Linked DNA regions of Anser cygnoides: region 1 is linked to region 2. A link is a contact called in public Hi-C data. All regions are on one chromosome and are shown on one strand. Each heading gives the region's core, a stretch centred on a gene start, on an enhancer-like site or on the middle of the called end of the contact. The rest is flanking DNA. Distances are from core to core; before and after follow the strand shown. Region 1 holds the start of LOC106033299 (fatty acyl-CoA hydrolase precursor, medium chain-like). Region 2 holds the start of LOC125183373 (chemokine-like factor).

Region 1 (6,315 bases), core at 2,361-4,860, 270 kb after region 2:
AACACAAACAGATCAAACAAGCATATTGCCTGTGTGTTGCCTGCATGCATTGCCATGGTTGAAGTTTTCATTTGTGGTGCAAAGGCTGGCAGCATCAGGACTAATCATTTCAGTGATTTGGCAAGAGAGGTGGACAGGAAAGAATATTAACAGCTGGGTCATTCTGCTACTTTCCCATTATTAATACCACATAAATATTGTCTTTATTTACAGTTTCATTCAAATGTCCAAGGAAGTGCTGATCATTCAAAGGATGCTAAGCCAAATGATCAGATTAAAGCTGCTGCAGAGCTGGCCTTCTGTAGAAGCCCTGTGCAAACTGGGTGAGTCACTTCTAAAACTGGAAGATATGGATTTATTTCTATTATATTTTGCTGTCTGACTTTCTCCCTTGTACTTGAATCACCACGGCTTCAGTTTTGTCAGCTGCTCAACACAGACTAGCCTGGTCTACCAGGCTTTGGTTTACATAATGTTCATAAGGTTTACCCTTTTTAAAATAGCATCCGAGATCCTCCAAGAGAAAATACTGAAATGTAAAGCATTACCACCACACATCTACTTTTTAAAAAAGAAGTATACTAGTTGCTCTTTAGATAATTGATGATGATGAAGATACTGAATAATTGATATGTAGTATTGCATGTTTGCACCAAAATACAGGATTGTTAAAGGCTGTTATATTTCCCCATGGACCAGGTTGGAAACAACTCTTGCAAAAGTTTTAATTAATAATGGAATTCTATCTTAATGAATTTCTATATTGTCAGTTTCTACCAAAAGACAACAGTTTAGTAAGCACCATGTCTCCTAGAACAGAAAGGGAAGCATAGGCTAGGTATTAATGCTAAACCTGAATATGTTTAAAGCAAAGCTTCTGATTTAGCTGGAACGTTACCAGGAAAGACTTTCAGCATTGAATAGCTGGACTGTCTGTACTGAAAAATATGAATGACTCCCTCCTGTCAGGTGTAAGGGAGTGACAGGTGAAGAAAACCAAATCAAACCAAACCCAAAACAAAAATTCAAAGATACTTGGTACTCATAGATAACGGTATTTGCCATAAGTAATGAATAAGAAAAAGTAAATTACATTTTAAACAGATCTAGAGCCCTTCCTGGTTGGCTAGTCCAGGATGAGATAATAAAAACACAAGCAGATGATTTAGAATCCTTTACATTTATTGCTACAGATGTTTTACAACTTTGCATAAATGAACTTGTTAAAATCCTGACGTATGAAGCAAAAATTATATTATCAGTCCAAAACAACCATATGAGTATAAAAATTTTTAACTGCTATTTAGCTTGGTGGACTTGTGAAATCCAGTATGCAAAATCTGTTCCTAAAATGAAGTTTAATTATCTTCGGATAGTGAGAAACCTGTTAAAAACAGGTTTAAACCTTTTTAAAGTAAGTCCAGAAAAAAAAATCCTACCAGTGCAATAACTAATAAACTTGAAAACCCAATTTTCATTATGTTTTTGTAGCTGCCTACAAGCTAATTTCCCCCATACTATTTTTGGTAGAAATAATGAAACATTTATTTGAGAAAATCCAAGTGATTTTATTTTGCTCATAGATACATGTATGGTGAAATACTAGCATCACCACTTATATACAAAATCCGTTTAACACAGCAGAATATACCGGTGATTTCCTGATCAGGCAATTATGATCGGGCAGACAGACACTGATTCACCACTTCCAGTAAATGAGAGTTTTCCAAAGCAGCTGCTACACGTTCTTTATCAGCAAGCTGTTTATTAACTGTGCAGAAAAAAATACCCCCAAAAAACTGGTCAAAACATTGGTATAGAATGTCTTTTTAGAAGCATTTTACATTGCAACATAATCGCACCGTTGCTATGGTAACTCAGACTACTAATTCTGTAGATGCTAAGTGCACCACAGAGTTGTGGTCTCAAGTCAAAGCTACCATATTACCACAAGTTAAACTAGCAAGTTATTTATGATTCATCAGCAGAGAGCTGTACATGTATAGGTTCAACAGGAGAAGAAATTTACCCCTGCCTTGCCCCTTTCTGAGCCCTCCAAGCAAATCAATAATAACGTGTGAGCACAAGTTGTCCAATGAGATGTTTAAAGTAAAGTAAAAAACATTTCTAAATTTCATTATTACACATGCCTGTTCTGTAACATCCCCCAGAAGGGGCTTGGTGCATGTAAAGTCCCAGATACCGAACAATTGCTCTGCAGGTGGAAAAATGTATTTTCTCTCTAATTTTCAAGATTAGTAAAAAAAAAAAACCACACAAGAGAACACTAAAAAGCTTACCAGCATGCTCAGAGGCATGTGTTCCTGGTGTTATATGAACATCCATCTTAAAAAGCATGAAGAAAGAAAAAGGTGTCCAGTTAACAAAACATTGGAAGTTCAAAGTAAAACTATTTAATGAAGAAAATACAGCAATAACAAGACAAAACAAAAAAGACATTCTTGCCAATGCCAGATACTCTACACTGCAGCATAAAACCAGGCCTAAAATCAAGAAGCCTCAAGATCTCCCGTGCCATGCTGTAGAGGCCAGCAGGTACCTTCCCATCATAACCCCACTCACCTGTGACATGGCCATCACAGAACTGGAACTCTGCACCCATTTTTCAGTTTAGTTCCTTCCCCAATTCCTAGAGTGTTTCCCTCCCCCACCATAATACAAAAGAAAAAAGCTCCGGTTATTTTATGCTGTAAGTTAGCTAGCTGGTTTTTAAACACCATTCCTCCCTTGTGCTTTCAGAGTGATTTCATTACTCACCTTAAATCTCTCAGGCAGAGATCTGATCAATTTTACTTTGATGGACAGGCCGATTAACGTCGCCATGCTGCAGTGGGGAATCGTGGGCGTGAACTCCACTGCCACGGTGCTCTCGGCATCGTTCACCTGTTGGAAAGCAAGCAAATAATTCCTGTGTGCAAAGCTCACTGCCTTCACCCCAGCTAGCTGGAGGCACGTTGTGTGCAACACAGCTTGAAGCTGTGCTTTGCTGCTTGGGGGTTCTTCACTGCTTTAAAGACTGCTAATGCAGTAGTTAGCTAATAATAAACCTCTTCTCATGGCACAAAACCAAACAACCAAACATCCTCACACAAACAAACAACCAGAAACAAAGCAAAAGAGAACAAGAAACCTCACTTTAACTCGAACTTGCTCAACAACATTCAGCTCCTCCAGGGTGAGGGGGTGCTCAGGATCATTGATGGAGCGGATGAGATGTGTCAGGTTAAGGAAAGGGCACTGTCCTGTGTCCTGTCCCTGATCCTGATCCTGCCCTGCCCTGTCCCCCTGTCCTGTACCCTGCCCTGCCCCGGCCCGGCCTGGCCTGGCCCGGCCCTCCCGTCAGGATATCGAAGATCTCCCGGTCGTCGATAGAGTCGGGCAGCTCGTCGTCCTCCTCCCTCGCCGTCACGGGCCGCTCCCCGGAGCGGCGGTAGATGAGGGGGTTGGCGTTCTCCAGCGGCGCCCCGCCGGCCGGGCCCACCATGGCTGGAGGTGGCGGAAGGAGCCCGGCCGCCCTTCGCCGCCGCACCGGGCGGGCGGAGCCGCGCTGAGGGAGCGGGGCGGCCCCGCTGCCTGTGCGGCAGCGCCCTCGTGTGGGCAAGCGGCGTGCTGCCGCGCACAGCCCTCGTAACGGGGTTACCGCGCTGTGATCGCGCGGTAGTACATCGTCTGCTTCAGACTTTCTGCTGTATGTCTGATTTCTCCTCACAAAAAAAAAGGTGAAGTGTAAGTTTTTGTTGTTGTTGCTCAGGTGACACCTTGCTGCCTGCATCAAGTCGTAGTTATCGGTAGTAAAACACCTCAGGCTGCTGGAGGTGGCTTCCCCGATGACTAGCAGAAATAAAAGCTTGGATCCCGTGTTACTGATAAAAATATTTGTGCAATAGATGCTGGCATAGGTGTCGTAACTTCTTTGGCAGCCATTTGACACCTGTCACTAACAGGCTGTGAGGCTGAATACCAGGAACTTTTCAGTTACCACCAGTGGCTGTACAGCACATTTTATTCTGACAGCTCAACTAGCTGATTAGCTAGAGTGTCAGGTTTAGAAAGCACGCACTTTTCTCTCTGTGTCGGTATTGTTGCTGTTGTAGACAGTTCTTTCAATTCAGAATACTATAATAAAAGTGAATATTGACTTTTTTTTTCTCTTTTCCTTTGTGCTCATTTGTTCTTTAGCAGATTTAATCAATGTAAATCACTATAAATTAAATAGCAATGTATTTAATTGCTAATACATCTGATACTACATTTGTTGACTGAAAAAGGAGAGGAAAATGGTAAGAAAATGCTGGTCCAGATGGCTGAGGTGAGTAAGAGTTGTTAATTTGGGACGCACTCAGAGTTCATTTAAGCTGATTGAATCCCACTGCCTGCTTTTGTCTTTTGAGTCGGTCATTTTTACAGTGAAAGGTCATACAAGGAAGTTTTCTAGCCCATTCTTTGGAGGTTTTCGTGATCCAATACAGTATGTGGACTTCTCATTTTGGGCATCTGCATTAGACCAGCTAAGTGTTAACTTTGTATTCCATATAAAAATTGAGTGACTGAATTTGAACCAAAAGGTGATAAGAGGATAACTCATTTATATCAGATAATAGTGCTAACTCTGATTTACACTGTGAATTCATTTTCTGAGATTTATTTCAATATTTAGTCATTGAGATGAAGACAAGGGATGGAAATCTGGGTTTTAAATTAAAAGATATGTTGTGTTAGCAGAAGCTTGGGAAAATGGGATTTTATGTGTCAGAAAGCTGTTCACCTGGAAGGAGTCTCATTTTCCCTTCTTTAATATAGACCTCACCTCCTACTTATATCTTTTCATTTTCAGATTGATCTGGAACAAAAATAACTGCAACAGAAAGAATTTTCCAGAAAGACTTGAGGGAAGTATTAAAAATAAGAGGCAAGGTATGTTCTATGATGCATGTTTGCACAGTTCCGAGTGAAATCTGTGAGAAATTTTCACACATCTCCACCACTAGCACAACACAGAGACTTAGGAACTATATAAGAAATGGCACGTAGCTCTGAATTCTCTTGCACTGTAATTTTCGGATCATTTATGATCAGGATCGGGTAACAATTAGGTAAGTTACACTAAGGGATTGTATTTACATTTCGTATCAATTACAGCTCTGAAAGTGCTTAATGCAGTGTATGTTTGGAAGGGAATTTAGCTGCACTCCCTACCAAGAGGGCAGTCCTTGGGGACCTTTGTACTAATATCTTCCGTGTAAAAACAGGAAAAATATCTGGAATGCAAGTAGAGGAAAAAATGTCTCCTCAAAGCCAGATTTCTTTGTTTTATACCTTGGTTTGTAGTATAATATTTATCACTTGTGGAATAGAAGGTGAGATACAAAATCTTTTGTAACTGCTGTTGGGGAAGCAACTGCATTAACAAGTTACAGGGTAGTAGTTTTCAAAGGCAGTACATCTCTCATACTTGTGTTAGCAATCTGCAAAAGTATCCTAATAATCTCAATGCAAAAGTGACTGTTTTTGCAGGAGGAAACCATTTCTGAGATAGTTTTATGAAAACAATAAAAGGCCTTGTTTCTTAAATGGTAGAAATCAGAACATTTCTGAATTACCTGAACTATTTTGAAAATCTTTTGTTGGATGGTAAATAGAAGACGTTAATGATTTTGACAGTTACTGCTTCCTCTGAAATTGTTTTTAAGATTTATAATGTTGTACAGTGAATAAACTGTCCTACCTAGCTCCAGTTGTCATAAGCGGAGCCAGTTACGGAAATGTTTGGCAAGGGGTGTCTGTCATTGCACAAAACTTGAACAAAATTGAATAAGCTGAAATATTCTAAATAAAGGAGCTGGTAAAAAAACGCTTCACTGAAAAATCTGATAGTTATGAAGGTGCAACTTAATTATTTTTCTTATGTGTAATCTAGGACAGAATGGTGCTGAACCAGAAGTGACTATTGCGCATGGACGGCTCAGAGGAAAACAAGCAAACGTGAAGGGGACAGATAGACTTGTAAACGTTTTCCTTGGGATTCCTTTTGCAAAAGCACCAGTTGGATCCTTGAGGTTTTCCCCACCTGAACCACCTGAACCCTGGAATGGTCTGAGAGATGCAACTTCCTACCCACCACTGTGAGAGCCATTCAGTTTGTTTATATATAAGACTTGCTCATGTTTGTCAGCGTTGTGTTTATTAGCGTACAAATATCTGATTTTAAGTAAGGCACTTGGATTGACTGGTAGTGAAATACTTTGTAAGACCTGTGGGACTAGGAAGTATAAAGAATACCTGGTAAATTCCTTT
Region 2 (7,295 bases), core at 409-2,908:
GACCCCCGCCCCACGTAGCCAGCTGCCTGCCTGTGTTCCCACTTTCCCCCGTGCTGCGCATGCAGCCACTTCCCATCTCCTCCCCACGGCCCTAAGAGCTTCAGGGGGTCACCCGCTACTGCTCCTTCCACATTCCCACTGCACCACCTGCCACACCTCAACCTCAGGCTTAAACTTCACTTTCAACTTAAAATAAATGCCAAGTGAAGTAATAATTTCAGTATCCATTAAACAGATTTCTTAAAAATTGATTAGCACTTTTAGAAACCTACACAATTAAAATTTGGGCACTGAAATTTACAAAACTAAAACAAGAAAAAAGCTCACAGATTTGTACAGAGCAACTGCTACGCCAAGCACCGAACACCCAACTTCAAACTGCAACTCGTCCCTTCAGCAATTCCCTACACTTGCACAAATCCTTCACAACTGTACTGCAACTAACAGATAGAGATAAATGTGAACCTGCATTTTAGGTTTACTGTTTCTGTTTTCTTTACAAATGTAAACCTGCATTAGGTCTTCACATTTACCTATAAAGATAACAGACAGAGTAATGGATCCACCATCTGGAGACTGGCCAACGAACAGACACATTTAATAGTTGTCAATGCATGTACACTTACAAAAAATAAGATGTTAAACATTTTACGTTCTTTTTCAAAAAAAATGTAAATACTTACAACAGTCTTCTTATCATCTCCTTTTATGAGATGTTTATCTAAAATGGGAAAAAAAAAAAGACAAGAGTTACAACCAAGGTCTTCATAATTTATATTTATACTCAGCCTCTTACTGTGAGCTCTTCCACTAAGTTTTGGGTTCTCTGCTGGCTAAGGTGAACACTTGCAAAACTACAAATCTGTACGGCTTTGGGTAATCATGTAACCATGTAACAGACAGGCTGTAGGGTACACTGACACAGTTTCATCTTAAGTTCTCCATTGACTTTAACACTGGAGTCCAACAGTGAGCACCTGCACCTCTTCAGCACACTTCTGCATACACTGGGCTCCTCAGATAGTTCGTATTTGCTGTGGGGTCACAGTGCGAGGCCCCAGATCTTCACGGGCTTGATAAGAATTAAGATTTTAGGATGCTTCCAACACGATAAAAATCTTTGAAAGCAGCACCGACGTTACTAGCCCTTAACCAATGCACACAAACCAACAACGACAACAGAAAACAGGCAGCACCAGGGAACGCCGAAGCGCTGGGTGAAGGCCAGTCAGGGGCCACAAAGGCACATTAAATGGAAGGAACGGGCCCTCTGGGCACACACACGGGCTGAGAAGAATCTCGCTGCTGCCCGTTAAGGGACCTGGCAGCTGCTTTTACCAACATAACCGGTGACACGGAATTAAAAACTAAAAAATAAATAAAACCGAGAAACGCTTCCCACTTCCCCCTCTCGCCCCCCGCCCCGTTTATCGCACCGGGCCTGCCCGCCCCCCCCCGATTTACAGTCGCCACTGCAGCGGGGGCCGGGCCGGCCGCGCAGCGCCAGGCCTCCCGCCGAGGAGCTCGTCGCTATCGCTGCCGCCGCCCTGCCGGGACAGGCCGCGCCCGCCGGGCCGCTTCTGAGGCCGCGCCACCCCCGGGCCCCGCGCAGCGCCCAGGCCGCGCTCAGCCGCCACATCGCCCATCCCCGCCGCCGCGCCGCGACCCTCGCCACCACGGCTTCCGGCCGGCCGGCGGGGCGGAGCGGGGCGGTTCGGGGCGGAGCGGGGCGGTTCGGGGCCGTTGGGGTCCCCGCCCGCCGGATCGCGGCACGGCAACGCCCGGCGCGGCCCCTGCGCCATGGCGGCGGTGGATGCCGGCTTCGCCCGCTCCCCGCGGGGCGCCCTGAAGCTCGGCCGTATGGTAGGGGTAGGGGCGGCGGGCGGGCTCCGTCCCCTCAGGCGGCCCCGGTACCTGAGGAGCCCTGCGGGGAGAGCTCGCTGCGGGGCTGCTCGGGGGTCGGCCTCTCCTCTCATCCCTTCTCTTCTCGCAGCTGGTGGCCTTTGTAGCGTTCGTCTGCTTCGTTGCCTCGAGAGCCCATGAAGCATACACAGCGCTTGCGATCATGGAAGTTATCATCACGTTGTTGTTCTTTCTACTGTATTTGCTAAAACTAGACAAAAGGATGACCTGGCTATTCTGGCCTTTGGCTGTGAGTATCGGCTCGCGTTCGAGATGAAGCCTATTTTATGCGTGTTGTAATCTTGAATGGAAGACTGCTCGGAGAGTTCACTTGCAGGGTTAATTCAGTCCTCGCTTCCATGAAGTTAAAAGCAAGAATAGTATTTAATTGTTGAGTCACTTTTGCCCAACAGCAACTGTTGTGTTCTTTTGCACAGACTTCTAAAGAGCTGGTTTATATCAGTTAATGTAGGGGTTTGTTGTTTTTTTTAACAGTTCCTCCTGTAGTTAGTATCATTTGCTTAACTTTATAATACTGTACCTTTCATCCTTCACATGACAAATTAAATACATACTTTCCTTAAATATTAACGAGTTCTCCTCTTACTTCTTTTTTTAAAAATTTGCTTACTGTTTTAGTCTGTCAGGTCAAGTAGATAGACTTGCAACAGAGAATTTGCATAAATTCGATTGCCAAAAAAACAAGAAGTGAAGACAGGTGAAATGAGGATGTTTTGTCACGAGTGCTCTTCTAACATCAAGCCACTGGGTGTCACTATTGATCTTACACGGGTTTAATCCTATTGTCACAGTAAACGGCAACTTTTTACTACTTGTACCATACTGGGAGCTATTCACATTCTTCTTAAGGTGCGTATTTCACAATATTTTGCTTCCACTGCTTTTTTCAGGATATTTTCAACTCAGTGATAGCAGCTGTGTTCCTCCTAATTGTGTGCCTGTTTGCAGTAATAATCAAGACCAACAAAGTGACACTGGCTGGAGGAGTAAGTAGGAAAATATTAATGAATTTTGATTCTTAAAATCAACATGATTTGGTATCCTTACATTTTGATAAGGCCATGAAAACAACTCTGTTATAGAAAACCAGTCACAAACAGACGTGAATGCACATTAATTTATCTCACTTAATCCCCAAATCAAGTAATTTAAAGACTTTATTGGATTTAGGAACTACTGTGTAGAAGTAGTACTAATGCTGAAAACAGTTAGCTTAACTAATCAGAGTAACGTGCATTTACTTCAACAGTTAGAAATTCTAGGTGGGAGAATCCATAGTCGTTCTTGGACTATCCAGTTTGGTTACAGGATTTAAGAAGAAATGCCTGCTGTCTTACTAAAAAGGGTTGAAACTTTTTATCAGATATGCTGGTACTTCCCTTGTGAAGCGTATATTATTTTTTCTGACAACCTGAGAAATTATGGCACTTGAAAAGGTCTTTTCATACTACGAAGACTTTTTTGTACTTATGATCCAACCAGTTTACTATCTTAAGCAACTGGTATTATTAATTTGATGGAAAGCTAAAAAAAAAAAAAAAAAGAGCAGTAACAAGCAGTGAGGGGGGAAAAAATCAGTTTTGAATATACTTCAGTCAGTTTCCTGAAATACAAGTCAAGTTAGAATGTGATGAGCAACCAAAAATAAAATAATAATGAACAGAACTTGTCACCTGAGTTTTTCAAAATCAGCCTAAGAGTCAGAGGGATGCAAAGCTGTTGCCCACATTGGTGCTGATAACTGTCAACCTAAGCAAAAAGATTTCATGATAAATTGACAAACTATGGTAGAATATAATTTATATTCTCAGTTACAAGATGAATATGAATTAAAGGTAAGTTGAAAGCAGAAGACGTTCCAATCAGATAGGTTGGAAAACAAGTTTGGGCAGAACGCATGACGTCCTCAATACTGGGAGAAAGAAAATTGCCCTTAGGCTTGTATTCCTGTCTTGAACTATGCTTTCCAGAAAAAGCTTGCCTTAGCATTACTCCTGCTGATCAGACAATTCAATTTTAAAACATACTTGAATTAAAACAAAGTGTGGAATCAGACTGAAAGGCAAGGGCTGAGAAGGTTAACTGCGCAGTCATTCTGCAAACACACTTTTCCAGCTGCCTGCCCAAAGTCGTATTTTTAAACATTGATGTACATTTTCTTCGATTTCAAATGTTTCCAGTTCAGTGTTTCTGACAAGAGAAGCACTATCACTTTCCTTCTAGGCTTGTTTCTACAAGTGCTGACTTTACTCTGGGCCAGAAGTTAGACAGTTGTTAAAGACATAGAATGATTTTCTTTTTGGATAAAAGCATTGTCTTGCTTAATGCAGCATCATTAGTTTCTCTTTCAAGGAGAACACATCATTTCTAGCTCTTGAGACAAACATCAGACAAAGACAGGGTGTAGACTGCTGTATGAAAGGTTGATGAGATTTAAATACCTAATTTATCAGCTGTCTCAAATCACACACAGATTTAGAAGGCCAGAAGCACCATGGGGAGATGCAATTACTGCTTCTTTGAGGAACAGCAGATGAGTCACTACAGCAAAAGATAGAGGTTCTAAGAGAAAACTAATGTTATCATTGTTATTTTTGCAGGTGCTTGGTTTGATATTGCTTGTTCTCTGTGTTGTTGATGCAGTTCTTCTTTTCCAGAAGATTAGCATTAGTGGACCAAGAGAAAGGAATGTTCCTGCAAAATAAGATTACTATTTTAGAAGAGTTTCTTAACTGATGATTGTTTTACTGTTCTCTTTTAAAGAATGTGTTTTCATGTGTTCACCTTTGAATTTCCTGTGCATTTCTCTACATTTTTGCAAGTATTGTTCATAAGTATTATTACATCTATATATAGTTTCAGCGTTGCAATTTCACCAGTTTATACTTCACAGAAAATTGTCTTGTGTTTTTCTAAACTTAACTACATCTTCATCTGGATGAAAATTAATTTCATAATTGTCTTTCTGTAATAAAAAGATTTACAAATGGCCCTGAATGCGTTATTTCACGTTATTTGTCAAGTGTACTTAAAAGTAGAAGTTATCAGCAAACATCTTAGGAACAGATTTTTTTCACCCTTTTCCCCATTCCACAGATCTGCCTCCTAGGTGGTGAGCATCAGGCTGTGTGAGTGTTTTATTGCTGAGACCTTTTGATCCCCGAATTTTCATTTTTATGTTTGTAATAGTGTTGGAAGTAACTCTTCCGTAGCAATCACGGCGATGCTGCGGTGTTAACATGCAATGAAGATAGCAGATAAAATGAAGTTTGTGTCTTTCGTCACAGACTATTACAATCTATGTGAGGGTTGCTGCTACAACTGATTTTATGCTCAGGAAGCCCATCATAAATTTAGGCACCATCTGAGCATTAAAGGGCAAGCACCCGTGTGAGGGAGAGTTTCAAGGTAGATGCAACACAATATCCAAAAGCAAACGAATAAAAGGCCTTGTGCTGCGGAAAGGGAACTTGCAGCTGAGCACTTGAGGTACCAAGCTGGAGGAAGAGGCCGCCTGGGTCACCCAGCGCAGGAGTAAAAACATCAGGAGTGCAGGGGGGAGGTGAAGGCGGGGGGGACAAGGTGCTGAGGGATGAGGTGCTGAGGGGCAGCCGAGGTGCTGAGGGGGACGCTGCCCCCTCGGGCTCCCTCCCGCAGCCGCCGCGCCGCCCCCCCGCCCCGGGGGCCCCCACCCCTCAGATTTGGGGATGCTGAAACTTTTTTTTTTTTTCACGTTTCCGCATTGTCACGATTTCCGCTTCCCTCCTTCAAAAAAAAAAAAAAAAAAGAGGCACCAGACCGAGCCGCCCGCGCTCCTCCTCGCCAGCCCGCGGCCGCCGCAGCCATGGAGGAGCCCGAGCCGGGGGCCGAGGCCGCCGCCCCGCCGGGGCTGCGCTCGCTCCTGCCGCCGCGGGAGTTCCTCGGCTCCCGCAAGGGGCAGCTGCTGCTCGCCGAGTCGGTAAGGGCCGGGGGGGAGGCGGCAAGGGCCGGGGGGGGGGGCTGCAGCCTGCGGGGGGCTGCGGCCCCGCTGCAGGCAGAGCCCGCTGGGGAACTGGGAGAGGGGCCGGAGCAGCACCCTCTGCGGTTTTTATCTCATTCTGACCCATTTGCACGGTGCACCCAGGCGCCACAGTGCCCGGGTACGTGCGGTAACTGCTGGTGCTAGCACGGGGCACAGGGCAGCCTGCGCCGCCTGGTGCGGATCTAACTCAGTAATTAATGAGTGCCCTTCTGCAGGGGATCACAGGCTCTAGGCTTCGGTGCTGAGCTCCCCCAAAGCCCTGTTTGTCCCTGATCACCCAGGAGGACACAGTGGCTCACCCCAAGGGAGTCATTTACTATTAACATACCGAATAATAAAGAACAAACTTGCTGTGGAAAAACTGCTCCCCTAGAACTATGCTATGGTTTTCCTTAGGGTCAAGCTCTGAGGTCTGGGCTGGCAGTAATTGCAGGCCTTTGCCTGTAAAGGTCTTCAAGTGTTACACCAGCAAGGAAAATAGCAGAAAGCCCGACAGATGAACAGTTCTCAGCCAGCAGGCAAAGAGGGAATGTACCCACAAGGGTAGTGGGTATTTAGAAACCAAAGGTTAAACTGACAGTTAAGTGATTGAAATGACTTTTAGCATCATTTATACTTCTCAATTTCCAAACACGAAGTTTTCTGTAATTTTAGCAGGAGATTAGCAGTTTTGACAGCAGGTAGCCAAACACCAAGACCGCCCAAACCAGCAATCAGTATGTTTAAGATCTGTAACATGTCTGTGGCTATCCACTGCGCTAGCCCAGAGAAGAAAATAAGGCAATTCAAACAAGAGAAAGGAAAGGGCCAGCAGCACGGGCGGGCTCCTGGCTGCCCTACACTGCACAGTACCGACAGTGATGGGTGATGGCAAGGGGCCAGGCAGCCCTTCCCCATCGGCTCCTGTGAACCTTTGGTCTGTGGGCACAGTCCTGGGGCAGGCAGCGAGGGGAAGCAGCCTGGCTCTGTAGGACTGGCGTTGAGAGGACCCTGCTCGTTCAGGAAGTGAGGGCGATTTCTGCGGTGGGGAATCCACGCCTGGGGCTGGGTAGCCACAAGTCACGGGGCATGTTAGCTCTGCTAGGAAGCCTTAAAACTCCACGTACCCCTGCTCCCTATTCATACAGCATCTGTAGCTGACAAGAAACACATTTAGATGATACCAAAGCCCAACCAACTTTGCTCCTTTGGCACCTATTTTTGTTACGCACTATGACATGTACTGGAATTCCTCATACAACCTCACAGCCAGCAAATGACGACTTCCAGGGTGCCTGGCTTTTTAACATTTCTGATTGGTGACATATTTGAGGAATACTGTTCTGGTCATGGGATCAGACTTACCCTTCTG

The links. A called contact is a pair of places that touch in the nucleus more often than the background predicts.
Region 1: a contact with region 2 is called in a Hi-C map of liver, with 1.9 times the contacts expected there. The contact joins the promoter of LOC106033299 here to the promoter of LOC125183373 in region 2. A contact is called at or near these places in 4 of 7 Hi-C or Micro-C datasets (granulosa cells and liver).

The regions. Positions count from the first base shown.
Region 1 is chr12:9,954,835-9,961,149 of Taihu_goose_T2T_genome, forward strand. It overlaps LOC106033299 (fatty acyl-CoA hydrolase precursor, medium chain-like), which reads left to right and starts at 3,611. Exons shown (of 14, transcript XM_013176725.3): 1 at 3,611-3,740; 2 at 4,856-4,935; 3 at 5,939-6,143. The coding sequence starts at 3,712. CIAO2B (cytosolic iron-sulfur assembly component 2B) reads right to left here and starts at 3,808. Exons shown (of 5, transcript XM_067004188.1): 1 at 3,368-3,808; 2 at 3,157-3,234; 3 at 2,779-2,904; 4 at 2,301-2,346; 5 at 1,544-1,771. The coding sequence starts at 3,793. The coding sequence ends at 1,674. LOC125183356 (a long non-coding RNA gene) reads left to right here. Exons shown (of 3, transcript XR_007165211.2): 3 at 214-757.
Region 2 is chr12:9,684,902-9,692,196 of Taihu_goose_T2T_genome, forward strand. It overlaps LOC125183373 (chemokine-like factor), which reads left to right and starts at 1,659. Exons shown (of 4, transcript XM_048069002.2): 1 at 1,659-1,863; 2 at 1,994-2,152; 3 at 2,814-2,909; 4 at 4,524-4,914. The coding sequence starts at 1,801. The coding sequence ends at 4,628. TK2 (thymidine kinase 2) reads right to left here and starts at 1,639. Exons shown (of 10, transcript XM_048068998.2): 1 at 1,465-1,639; 2 at 684-721. The coding sequence starts at 1,639. CMTM3 (CKLF like MARVEL transmembrane domain containing 3) reads left to right here and starts at 5,685. Exons shown (of 5, transcript XM_048069001.2): 1 at 5,685-5,881. The coding sequence starts at 5,768. LOC106033313 (a long non-coding RNA gene) reads right to left here. Exons shown (of 4, transcript XR_010834349.1): 4 at 5,877-7,295.